Linked DNA regions of Mus musculus: region 2 is linked to region 1. A link is a contact called in public Hi-C data. All regions are on one chromosome and are shown on one strand. The core of a region is the stretch at or near the end of the contact, and the rest is flanking DNA. Distances in the headings are between cores, read along the strand shown. Region 1 overlaps Pam (peptidylglycine alpha-amidating monooxygenase). Region 2 overlaps Gm29461 (predicted gene 29461).

Evidence for each region. A called contact is a pair of places that touch in the nucleus more often than the background predicts.
Region 2: a contact with region 1 is called in a Hi-C map of cortical neurons, with 2.4 times the contacts expected there. The contact joins two enhancer-like sites. A contact is called at or near these places in 9 of 484 Hi-C or Micro-C datasets (the C2C12 cell line, bone marrow-derived macrophages, cerebellar granule neurons and 6 more), 5 of 115 datasets of contacts at active chromatin or transcription factors (VIP interneurons, astrocytes, bone marrow-derived dendritic cells and 2 more) and 1 of 9 other capture datasets (adipose tissue).

Annotation. Positions count from the first base shown.
Region 1 is chr1:97,959,522-97,966,226 of GRCm38.p6, forward strand. All of the region lies in intron 3 of Pam (peptidylglycine alpha-amidating monooxygenase), which reads right to left. Among named protein-coding and RNA genes, the nearest start is that of Gm31771, 52 kb to the left of the region's middle. Within about 2 kb of position 4,375, at least 26 of the 459 cell types and tissues checked have an H3K27ac peak or open chromatin away from gene starts, as enhancers often do. A contact at or near this core is called in VIP interneurons and cortical neurons, where this site is marked.
Region 2 is chr1:98,187,095-98,193,799 of GRCm38.p6, forward strand. Gm29461 (predicted gene 29461) reads left to right here. Exons shown (of 4, transcript NR_151613.1): 4 at 1-3,604. Among named protein-coding and RNA genes, the nearest start is that of Gm29461, 17 kb to the left of the region's middle. Within about 2 kb of position 3,872, at least 82 of the 459 cell types and tissues checked have an H3K27ac peak or open chromatin away from gene starts, as enhancers often do. A contact at or near this core is called in VIP interneurons and cortical neurons, where this site is marked.

The sequences.
Region 1 (6,705 bases), core at 3,125-5,624:
AGCAGAATTTTCCACGTGGAAATTCCCACTTCAACTTTTATTTCATGTTCGTGGCACTTAAAATTGGCACACACTCACTAAGCACAAAATGGCAGTGCCTGGTTATGGTTAAGAAGTGTTTGTTTCTTGAACCTGTCATCACACAAACTTTGGAAGAGTATCAAAAAACTGTACTAGCTCAGCGAGTGTATATGGCGTGTCACCTATATGCAAGAAGGCTAAGAATCCATCTTCAGTAAAATGAATGAATTCGGGACAGATCCAGGAACATTCTTTCAACCCGAGTGCCACTAGGAATTAGGTAGCTTCAGTTTGCAGATTTGTCTTTGGACCTTTGTCTCTGGGAATATCTCTTCCTAACATGACAGGTACAGTGAACCAGTGACCCCCAGAAGCACATACACAAAACACAATGCCCAAGACCAGCACAGGGGCAGCCTCTTCCACAAGGCCCCTTTCAAGAATAAAACAATCCCACTTCAGCTCCAGGAGAACTTCATTCAAACCTCCACGCCCAACACTAGACCAATCATCATAAGGAAAGTGCACAGAATACAAGTGTGTTTGTCAAATCCAGATTGAGTTGAGCCAAGGAAGGCAAATACTGGAACAGAAGCATGGTAAACAGGCCAGCCCAAAGGAGGAGTCTTTTATGGACAATCGAAAGGTCAGCTCAGCACATTTGTGAAATCAAAAGAAATCCTCCTAACTCTAATTTTAATCTTCAGACATCTGAGCTCATTTTAGTCCCTTGGCTTAGAATGTTGAGAATTTTTGGAAATCCTTTCCGTTGGGTCAAGGGAAACAGCAAGGTTAACGCAATATATTTCATCTAGGCTTTTCCAGTTGCAGCTCTTTATGAGTGAAGCAAGACAAACAAGGAAAGAATGAACAAAATGCCCATGCCAGGGTCGGTAAGCCCAGTGATCTTTAGCAGCAATATAAGAGACGGAGAGTCATTCGGTTCCAAATTAATGTAAGGCACTTGGCCTTCTAAAGAATGGGGCTTTTTGTTTCTAAAGAAGTGGACCAACATGAATAGAGTATTCACATTTAAAGATGGTGTCATACATTTAACTATAGTGATCAAGGGCAAAGCCATTCGGTTTGTTCTTACTGTCCGTGAGTAACATTTTCATTGTTCTGAGACTTCCATCCATAAAAGAAACACTAACCAATTTGCATCCTTTTCCTTGAACTTTTAACAGGAACTATAAAATCAAATATAAAAACATTCTTTGGATCGCTCTTTGATTTTCCTCTGCATGTAATAAACATCTCTATTTTAGCAACAGGCAGTTACATAAAAGCTCTTTCTGCCACTCTGTTTCCAGGGACTGGGCTGTGCTCTCAGGGATGAAGCCTTGGATAATTCTGTGTGCTCATGGACCACCTGGCAATGGAACTCTTGGCCGAATTAGCTTGCCGATTTTGTTATGAACATGACTAACTGCCTTTTATAAAGGGCTTACTGATCCAAAAATAGTTGCTGGGCATTGGATACTTTTTTCCTTTAAGTGTTTTATTTTGCTTTTTTTTTCTAAAGAGGTATCAAATCCAATTTATCTCACTGTAATTTCCCAACTTCAAAGACAGTATTAATAATTCAGAAGTAACAACTGTACAGATATTGTCCTGTAAACTATGATGCATTCATCACATAGCCAATGATAAATAAAGTACCCGTATATCCTGCAAATTCCCATATTCCTGATATGCTTATACATGTCATCAGCCCATCTGACATCATAAACATAAATATTTCATTTCACTTCAGTAGATATCCTCTTTTCCCTACAGCTTGGAAATTTGCTAATAATAATAATACCTAAATTTCATGTCACTCCTAGACAGAGGCCTTGTCACCTCACAGATTACAGAGTGTGAGGGACTAATGGAAGAATAGAAAAGGCTTCATTCACCGCCCTCACTTTGTGAGCAGACTCCTGCACTTGCAATGCACGCTGGGCTCACACATTTTCCAGACATGGTAAGCAGAACTCTTAGCGCAACCATTTTTGGATGAGAGCAGTCACATGTTACCCTTAATCTTTAAACAACTTAACCACATTTCTCTTAGGAATGGGAAGGTTCAAATCAATGGCGTAACTGAAGAGAATGTAACCAAGGAGTCAGGAGCAAAGATGTGGGCTAGGCTAGAGGAAATAGCTAAAGAATGTCAGAACATCCCAGAGGTTAATAAAGCAGCAAGCTATGCCTATCCAGTCCTATGACGTAAAAAGAGGAAAAACTGCCCAAACTAGAAACGGCATTGGTCATTGGACTCTTAAAGTCAATAAGGAAGCTGGGGAACAAGGCAGATCCTCAAGGACATGTCCACAAAGGTTGCTCCTTGGAACCTTACAGTAGGACAGGAAAGTCCATCTGGATATGCCAATGGACAATATCCAGCAGATGAAATACATCCCTGAGTTTGTATCTCTGCTCTGTGTTTGCTTTTAAAGAATTATAAAATCTAAACCTTGCAAACAAAAGGAAGCCATCTGGGTTTCTTTCGGCTTCTGTAGTCTCTGAAAAGAGGCCGAATTGGAATCCTAGAGGGGAAATTTTAGATAAAGAGCACAAGAGAAAGACTCTCGGAGCTGAATAATTAATTGGAACAAAACCATGTGATACAGAGACACTGATAGCTACTAATTGGCACCGATGTTCCAGGTCTGGAAAGTCTGAGAGTACAAGCTGCAAAGACTGAAGAGAGCTACATAAAAGGGCGTGGGAGGCGGGAGGACTCAGATTTCAGTAGAAGGTGTCTCCTCGTTTCGGTGAGAGAATTTTAATATGATCTAAATTTGAATTTAGATGTATGGGATGTCATGTTGGTTGTGGGGACTGAGGGAGGCAGGCATATGCGCCATGAGTCATGAACACGTTTCTGTAAGAAGACAACTTGGGTGAAACAAAGAGACACAGGGAAGGCCCAGTGAGAAAAGAGACAGACCAGAAGTTATTACCATCAATCTGAATAAAGACTTTAGCAATGAGGTGGCAGTGGAGACTCATCCCTTTTTTAAAACATATGCTCTATATGCCTGTCTGTTCCAGGGACATACATAGAGTCTCATATCGACACACACTGTACTAAAGCAATACCACAGTGAACAAAAGAAGATGCGTTTTCCTGGCCTAGTGTTGTAGGTAGATCTACTGGAGAAACAATGGCACTTAACAATGAGGTTTTCCTTCAGTTTTGAATGCTAGTCCCCTGAAGAAATAGAGAGTCCTGAGAAGAGATAACTCTTTTAAGAAGAGGACGTGGAGGGGAGTTGAAGGGCTTTCTCTCTGAGAAACTGATACCTAGGCTGATATCTGGAAGACCAGAATTAGACAGATAAACTAAGTTAATCAGGAGGGAAGGAGCCAGAGATAGTATATGCCTGGAGTCTCTGACTTTGGAGGCTGAGGCTAGGTCTGTCTCTTGAGCCCAGGAACTGGAAACTAGCTTGGGCAGCAATAAGACCATGTCTCAAAACAACAGTTGTTGAGCCGGACATAGTGGCATATGCCTTTAATCCCAGCACTTGGGAGACAGAGGCAAGTAGATTTCTGAGTTCAAGGCCAGCCTGGTCTACAAAGTGAGTTCCAGGACAGCCAGGGCTACACAGAGAAACCCTGTTTCGAAAAAACCAAAAAAAAAAAAAAGAAAAAAAAAGAAAAAACAAACAAACAAACAAAAGAATAGTTGTTTTCTTTTTTAAGTCAGATGGTGGTGTTGTGTTTGTGGTGTTGGCGGTGGTGGTCTGGCAAGCAAAAGCTCAGTAAGAATAGAGCATGGCCAAGAGTCTTGAGAATGAATACAGGAAGTACAGGAAATTAAATAGCAGGAAAGGGACAGCTTTCGTAAGGTTTCAAAGGAAGGCCTAAATTTAGTGTTTAAGGCCCTAAACAGCTTGATGTGGTTCCAACCATGGCAACCAAAGAGACAGGATGCACACTCAACCATAATCACCTTTGAAATTTAGTTGTGTAATCAATCTAGATTTGCTAATATACTTTGTGCCTTCACCAAAGAACACAGCCCACAAATAACCATTCTTTTGGTGTGTATGCAAACATGTAGAAGTGAGAAATCAAAGTGAGTAGCTGTCTTGCTTGGTCACTTTCTTCATTGCTTGAGACAGGGTCTGTCACTGAGCCAGGAGCTCATCAATCCAGCTAGACTGGAGGAGCAGTCTAATTTCCTTTGCCTCTGCCTTCCCAGTGTTGGGATTACAGGCATGGACTGTGGTGACTGGCTGTTCAACATGGGTGTTAGAGATAAAACTCAGTTCCTCACGTTCACAGGGCAAGCACTTCACAGACTGAGTCACCTGCTTCCTCAGCTCAGTACCTGAGCTTCCTTAACAAGTACCTAGTAATGCTAGTGATGTGTAGTGAGGATCAAGTGCTTTCCAAGGCACTGAGATGTAGTCCTATTGACTCAGACAATTGTGACTGGGCCTTGAGCCAGCTTCCTACATATACAAAGCAATATGTAAGCAGAGTCTTCTCAAGGACTGGCAAGAAGGAACAAGCTTCTTTTTAAATACAGATGGAGAGAGTAGTTTGTTCAGTCTGAGCATGCCCCGACAGAGTGTGCACTAAGAGGAATAATATACCATTGCTGCTTTCTTTCGGAGACCCGTTGTTTTACGTGTGAGAAGTTTAAAAGATGAAGAATTGACCCCCACACGTGACAGTGGTCTCTAAGAGAAGCATACATTATGGTCCACAGATGAGTTTGAGAGACTCGGATGGGTTCACAGGACAAGGGACTCAGATTTATAAATCAATGGAAGATGATCTCAACAGCAGAGGATGCAAGGAACACAAAGAGGTACCAAGGGTGTTCAGATGTTCTAAGACAAGTCCTTATAAGGGAAAAATGGTGGCACAGAGAAATGGCTCAAGAGCTAAGAACACTGTGCTGAGGGCATTTCATAACTCTCTGCAATTTTAGCTCTAATATCTTGAACCTTCTTCAGGCCTATATGGACACTAGATATACATGCATGTGCACATACATGCATGTAGACACTCATACACATAAAAGAAGGAATAGTTTCTTAAAAAAGAGAATAACAAATGCACTAAATATGTAGAAAATGGGGATTTGGTGATGAACTGGCAGGGCATGATCTAAAAGAGTAACAAATGGGCAATATGGCAGATTATATGCCATTTATGCCATGGTGGCAAACACATTTGGAGAAAAAGTTTTGACTAGGAAAGCTACATCAGAGAGTATTAAGACAAATATTTTGATTTGAAACCATAATAACATCATGATTAAAAGCACAGACTCTGGAGTCAACTGCAGTTCGAACAGCTTCCTCTACAATCGCTCCTCCAAATCAAAACAAGGTAGAGGTGACCCAGATTATTTGTTAGAGATGGATCTCGAAAGTCAGGTGAAAGACTCTACTGGGTAATTGTGTAATATAAATCTGGGAAAGGCCAACCACAGGAACAGAAAGACCAGTGGGCAGGTGAGTAAGGGACAGAAAGAGTACACAGAGGCACAGAGAGCTCTCAGGCCATAGGAATGTTCTTCATGATATCAATTACTCAGAGGCACACACTTCCAAATGCTTACCAAATTGCACACTTAAGGTTCACGAACTTTAGGTATATGCTAAATAAGCCAATAAAAGTCAGGAAAAATCACGCAAAAGTGCAAAATTAAGAAGCAGTTGAAATAAAAGCACTGAACTTAAGAATGCCACTTATACTTGAAGGGAATGGGAGTGGGCTTATAACTCATAATCCACATAATAAACACTGGCATGTGTGTGAGGTGCATGGTATTCATGACGTGGAAAGAATTCCTTTTCCTTTATTTAAATTTTACTTAATGGATCTTTAGCGACAGCAAGCACTATTTCAGGCTCAATAGATACAGCAATGAACAAGACCACAAGGCATTGCCATCAGTCTGGGTCAGGACTTTAGTAAGGTGGTGATAGTGGAAATTCACACATTCATACATCACATGTTCAGTGTTTGCCTATTGTCTTAAGGAAATGCTTTGAATTGGTGGACAAAACTGCATGCATTTACCGTGGAAAGCATGTTGTTTCAGCAGACCCCTAGATTTAGCTAATTGTCACACATACTGTTTCATTTGATTATCATTTTTATGATTAGACTATACATGGGAAATCTATACAGTGCATCTCAAGAAAGTCAGAGTGCACGTATCTCAGTGAAGAGATACGGTATCATCTGGCAGATGGCCCAGAGTGATATACAGGTAGACTTCTTTTTGCTTCTCCCACAAAGGTAGTATTATAAATAATGCCTAGGTAGCAAGATTATTATATTCATTATAATACCTAATATGTTAAGTGAATGACTATGAGTGACATCTACATCTTGAGAAAGGAATGTAGGGAACAATAATGACAAGATATTGAAAGAGAGAAAGGGGCTAAGCAATAGCCTGGAAGACTGATATTTACTAAGAAAAGATTTGAAAGAATAACTTTGCATATATTCCCATGCTCTGGCATAAGTGGCTTTTGAAACTATAGGGTTGTGGGCATAGCTCAGTGGTAGAGCTCATGCCTACTGTGAGGCTCTGAGCTGTAAGAGCTGGTGTTTAAGCCTGAATTGACTCTGTGAATTCAGACTCATGACACGCATGCTGAGACTCACGAGGTCTCAGTTTGCCTTGCAGGGAAAGCTCCTTCCCAATGATGTCCTGAG
Region 2 (6,705 bases), core at 2,622-5,121, 230 kb after region 1:
CTCCATTTAAGAAAACCAAACTTTCATCTGAGAGAGGAGGCAGTTTACTATATGATGGGTACCCCTCTGGGCTCTGACAATGTATTTGGACTTCTGTTGGGGAAATCTGAGTTTGTTGTCTATCTTGCAGCCTTTGATTAAGGTCCAGGACCATTTATGCCTTCAGAATCCCGTTAGTAACTTTCTCAAGGGCTTGCAACTGAGGAAAGCAGCAGGTGTCAGGGAGGTACCCACTTGCTATGTACAGTCTTGCTAATTTGTTTTTTCTAGGAATGTCCCATGGACAACAGTAGCCACCATAGAAGTTAATTACAATTTTACCTTTTTATTTATTTATAAGTTTTGCTATTAGTTGAACTAGCAAATGGTTCAATAGTAAATTATCTTGCAGTTCTTGTGTGATGAAACTGCATAAAGACAGAAAGTTACAATACAAGCTTTGTAGTATTAGTATACATGTGGGTTTTCATATATCTACTAAGCTGGAGATGGATTTCATTATTCAACATTTGCATAACAGAAAGTGAGCTTTTATTATTTTCCAATTAAATATTATACCTATTACAGTTTTCTTTTTTTTTAGAAAACAGACTAGTATAAAGTGAGAATTAACAACAGTAAGCTGGCAAACTTTACTAGATTATTATTAGATATAATCAACGTGAAGATCCAAGGAGCCAAGTGAATGAAAGAATTTCTAATCTATAAAGCCGTGTTAGCGTTCTGAAAAGTTACTTGACCAATATATGGTTGTGCATATCATCTGCTGTGTTCTGAAAACAACTCTTGGTGCTTGAAAAAATGAAAACTAAACTGGTTAGTGATGCTACATGGCTTTAATTGCAGGAATTAGGAGGCAGAGGCAGGCAGGCTCTGTGAGTTTAAGGCCAGCCTGGTCTATGGAAAGAGTTCCAGGACAGCCAAAGGAAGACAGAGAAATCCTGTCTTCCAAAACAAACAAACTAACTAAAACCAACCAAACAAAAAAAGTAAACACATAGCTGAAAGGTTTGATTTTTATTCTCAAATATTTTTATGGTCAAGGAAACTGATCCAACATTTGTGTAGTGCAGAGTCCAAGATAGTGCTTGCTTCAAAGTCAGTTCCACCAGGAGAATGGGATGTCTATGGCACACTCTATAGGTTCATATATGGGGAGGCTGAAAGGACTGAAAGTAATTAAAGGAAGCTTAAAATAATGATGTTCTAGGTTATGCCTATTTCTAAAATGTCCCCTTCCTTCCATGTCACTCGTCACATCCTTATTTACCAGCTTAGCTGTTCTAGTGCCTATGACCTCATTGGCCCGCTCTTACGGATTCATCACTTCCTTATCTGGCATCCAGCCTGGAATAACACACATTTTATTACTGAGAATATCCCATTATGTCAAATCAATAAAGGAATTATCATTTTTGAAGGGAGATGGAGCTACGCTGTAGTATGTTTCATTGCTTTCTGCCTCCCTGACTGGGCAAGTCACTTAGTCTTGAGTCTGAGCAAGTCTTAGCTGTAAATGATAATGATGACATTATGAACATTAAATATAGTGTTCACACATGTCCTGCATATAGGAAACACCTAAGAAATGACATTCATTGTTAATTTTTATGGATATATTATCCCTGTTAGATGGTCTTTCACTCTCATTATGCTCTTCTTTAGCTAATGGAAACTGGCATGAGGACCAGGTACATAGGAAGTACCTGATAAATATTTGAACCAGTAAGCATATAGGAAACAAAAAAGAGATAAATTAGAAGCGATATTTTGTGTGAGGGAATGGTGTAGAAGAGTTGAAAGGGACAAGAAATTAGAAATCTCTCTGATCTTACCAGAGGAAAGTCTTGCAGAGCATATTCAGTTTGATTGGCTAGTGAACTACAAGTTGGCACATTCAGGTTCAATGGTATCTGCTATGGTAAGGAGTGTGGGGATATAGTGTTTTGGGAGACAATGATATACTAAAAAAGTATGAGTAATGGATATTTTTAGAAAACCAGATTCATCCCTATGAACCCCGGTGATGGTTGGTCTTAATGTTAATTTGTCAGGAATTACAATCATGTGAGTAGGGAGTTTCACCTGAAGGATTGCCCTGATTTTCTCAGTGGGTGAGAAAAAACCTACTCCAGTGTGAATGGTTCCTTCTGGGAGCCGCCTAGATAAACAGAGAGCCTGGCACTGGGAACATTGTTCTCCTTTGTCCATACCTTCAGACACCAAGTGGGTTTCCCATTGCAGCCATGGCTGATGTCTCCAGGGATCGCAGAACCAGCATTTCCAGGCTTCATCACTGACCAAGGACTAGCCATTCTCCGGGAACGTTTAAGGTTTGCAGCTCCAGGTTAGGATTGCTGTGGCACCAGCCTCTGGGACTGAGTGCTGGGTTGTGGGCTTCTGGTGTGAGACCATGAGTGTGGGATTCACTCCAATTGCAGGTGTACCAGCCTTCAGTACTGAGTCACTGTGGGCTTCTCTGCTTCTAAGCTGATTTAAGGCATTCTTTTTACTATTCAGCTATAGGTTCTGCTGCTCTGGAGAACACTGACCTACTCAAACACTAATGACTTTAACATGTTAACATTTTTATTTGTTTATAAGAGGAACATGTGTGTGTTCACTACACCCCAAGGTTTTGAAAAAAAACTTGTCATACTGTGTATAGCCGTGTGATGAGATATTTTTGAGAAGGGAGGACTAGAGAAAGGTTTCACTTTGTTGCATAGGCTGGCCTTGAACTTGGGGTTATCCTTCTGCTACAACTTTTCAAGTACTAGGCTTAAAGGCAGAATCCACAAAACTCAGCATAAAGAAGATCCAGAGAAGATAGTCTATTCTGATGAAATGTAAGGGTGCCTTAAAGATGATGATTCATGACTTTAGAATAGCCATAAATCTTTGAGGAATGAGCAAACCAAAATTAGGAACATATGTCCCCTCTGCTCTTGGAATGGCACTTCCACGAGAGTCACCAGGAGTTAAATGGAATGATGACAAGCCACATATGGCACCAGATCTGTGCTAGATTAATAACAGTATGAGAACACAGTTAAACAGTGATAATCCCCTTGTTATCCAGTGTCTTTTCCCTTTCCAACAACCTCACAGTACATCGTTAAACACGCAAAAGACACTTGTTAATGGGGACAGCTGACACGCGAGGAGAAGCCATGTGGCCTATCTTTTGAAACAAGCTGAAGAGGCTGATTCTTCATTCACAGGACTGCAGAGGAGTCATTTGGAGATCAAAAAATGAGGCTAACCCTGACTAGCTTGAGGCGCTCCATCTGGCTCTGCCCCATGCTGTTGCCATAGCCACCCATCTCCTAGCAACAATGAATAGCATTTTCATGTCTCTACAGTGACAAAGCATGAGAGTGAAAAACATAAGTATGGCCACAATACACTAATAATCTTAGAGGTTATCTCATAAATTAAGTTCAATCTGAGGATCTGCATGAATATTTGATTTGGTGATTGTATTTTTCCTATGGTAGTCTTTTGTCTTGGTTTAAAATAAAGCAGCCTGACAGCCTGCTATTAAATATAAGATGACAAATACCATTACAAAGGGCACAATAAAGCTAAACTTTATTTTAAATCACACAGAAAAACAATCATCTTTTTAAATAACTGCCCATCAACATCTAGAACTCCGGGGACAAATGCCAGGGTGGGAAAACTCAGCCTTGGACTTAGAAGGAATATTCTGTCTTGACACATCCAGGCTCAGACAAGCCACCAGGAGCCTTTGCATCGAGCAAGGAGTCTCAGCTGAGGTAACTAATCAAAAACAGTAAAGAAGCTGAATAAAGAGAGAAGGAAAGGCCGTCTGCATCATGCTTGTCCTTGTGACAAAGTGAAAACCCGCATGACTCATCTAAGAGGATGCGGAGCTGTTTATTTCTAAAGGTTTGTGCCATACTTGAAGCATGCTTTATTTGAATATTCTGCCAGGAGAATTCCATTGGGATGGCGCCCATTGTTTCTTTTTTAATGAATAGTAACTCTCAACCAGAGAATGCTTTTACCAACCCTCTGGTCCCCACCTGAGAATGCAGAATTTTAGACAGCCACAGAGATGGAGATAGTGAAGTTTGAGGAAATTCTCATTTAAAAACATTTTTTTTTTCACCGTTTTTGTCAGCTACAGCTCATGACCCATCTCTTGTTTAGAAATAAGAATCTGTCACAGTTTGAATATTGCTTTCGTGATTTTTTTTTTTTTTCTATGAGAGCCTGGGCATTTGGTAAATGTCAGTGAAAGATGCAGGCAGTGAGAAGCCGCTTTAGGAATCCTACTGAGAGATTTCTCTGGAGGGGAAACAGCATCTAAACAATGAGGTCTGCAGAGTGGAATAAACAATCCAACACTTCTGCAGGCCATTATCATGTGTTTACACATTGCATGCGGAGTTGAGTTTAGCTGTGCTAACAGCTTTGTGAGAAGAAAATCCCCCCAAAATTAAATAATCAAAAGAGATAGGTGAATGCTGATTTTATGAAATAAACAGTGATTGAGGAGAGAAGAAAAACCAGCAGGACTCAGCAGGAAGCAAATTAATTCTTGCTGGAGATTTACTCTTCTCAAGAACTTAAATTGCCCATTTCCTAATCAGTACAGTTCTTGTATGTTGTTTCTTTTTCAGTCTTCCTAAATTTATTTCATGTTAGTGCTCTTTAATTTTTCACTCTATTGTTTTCTAAATTATAGTGTGAAACTCCAGTTCCTTGAGAGCCTCTGTGAAGTTCTGATCTCAGTTATTTACCATGCCTCTAATTTGATAACAGTAAAATTATTTTCCAATGATTACATTTATCTGTTTCATTTGCCCCTGCTTCAGAGAATGATGTAAGAGGAATACCTAATGTGCTTTCTTTTTTTCCCTGTGTCATTGGAATGATCCGTGACCCAGGCAATCCCATGTATTCATAATACTACTGTGTAAAAACTGAAGCAAAACTGTCTTAGTGTCCTTCCATGGGGAATGGCTGCTCAGTTACTGGCTCTTTCCATGTGCTCATGCTGTCGCAAGCAGGAAAAAGCACAAAATGTTGTTCTCCCAGCTAATTCTGCACACAGAGAAAGATGTCAACACACATTAAAACTGCAACCACATTTGAGAAGGCTCGCAGAACTCTGCAAATGCCATCGTTGTTTGCAGAGCTCGAGCTGCAGAGATGTCGTATGCTTTTCAATCTGCTTTTTACTCTTCTGCCGTCTTAAAATAAACCGTGTAATTCTGGCTCTTGGCTTTTGGATGTGAGTTATGCCATCAATCTGTTGTGATTCATTCACTACGTTATTTTAGGTCTGAATAGTTTGTCCTTTCTATAATAATCACTGTAGTGTTGCTTTTGCCTAGAGGAAGCTATGGTGTCTTTGGGACAAGCAGACAAGCAGAAAAGTGAGTGCAACAATGTGGTGTAAGCACTGGACATAAAAGCTTCCCTCCCACAGGTCTGTTGGCAGGTGGGAAAGTCTGAGTGGCACCTATATATTAACTCTGATACCAAATGATGAGTCCAGCCCTCCAAGTATGAGGAACTCCAAGTACTGAGTTCAGCACTCAGCTGAGTAGTGCCCTGTACTCTAGAAGAGATGTGTGAAATTCATCTTTGAGCCGATTAGCACATTCTACCAGTCTCCCTCTGCAAAGTCTATCTGCATTAAGGATCTTGAAGAAAGGGGAGAGTGTGACACATCTTTCAAGCATTAATCACCACTTCTTGTAACTATCAGAAGACAAAAGGGCTCTGCTGAATATCGAGAGAGCTGAATTAGTGCCAACTGTACAAATTACCAAAGGCGATGGAGAGAAGCCTTTGGCTTTTAATGGAAATTGAATCTTTTACAGCTAGCATGTTTTGAAGATGTCTTAATAATGGAAAAGATCAGAGGCATTCTTACAGGATGAGATGACGGTGACACAAAAGCCCTGAGACAGAATGAACATGACAGGACATTAGTCTTTGCAATGTCAGATCTTGCTGCTCCCAAGATCACCTGGCATTGAATTTGAAAAAGGTCAAATAGAGTAAAACAGTTTCAAAATAAGAATGGAGCCAGATCCTTTCAGGGTTGGATACAGGGCTGGTGAGATAACCATATCTGGCGTCTATAGTACATTATGAAATCCTATTCAGATTAGGATGTAATAGGGGAAGGACAGAATGTGTCTCAACATCTAACACGTATCTTTAATAAATATAGTATGGGAACTCCCATTTTTCTTTGTTTAATACATAATTAATTTATTTGTTTCTCTTCTCTATAATTGTCTAAAGTAGAGGTTTCAAGTAGGCACAAGTCTTGTATCTAAGTGGGATTAAGACATTGGGCCACTCTGTCTTGTTCTACCATCAGAAAGGACACCAAAGCTTTATTATTATTATTAATTATTATTATTATTATAAAGGTAACAGAGAATAGGCAGCTACTTCTTAGTGTAAGTAGCCCTACAATAACTTAATACTATACAAAGTAGGACATGCAGCTAGCTATCTAGAAAATGTGTTTTTGAATATTTGGACAGGGCAACAAATTATTAATTAGTCAATTCTAGAAATTAGAACCCTAGTCTTTTAAAGAGAGGCAAGAGACTCTCTTAAAAAGACTGTAAGATTCATTTTTTTTCATAATAGCTAGGAAATGGAAGCAGCCTAAATGTTCTCCAACTGATGAATGGATACTAAAAATGT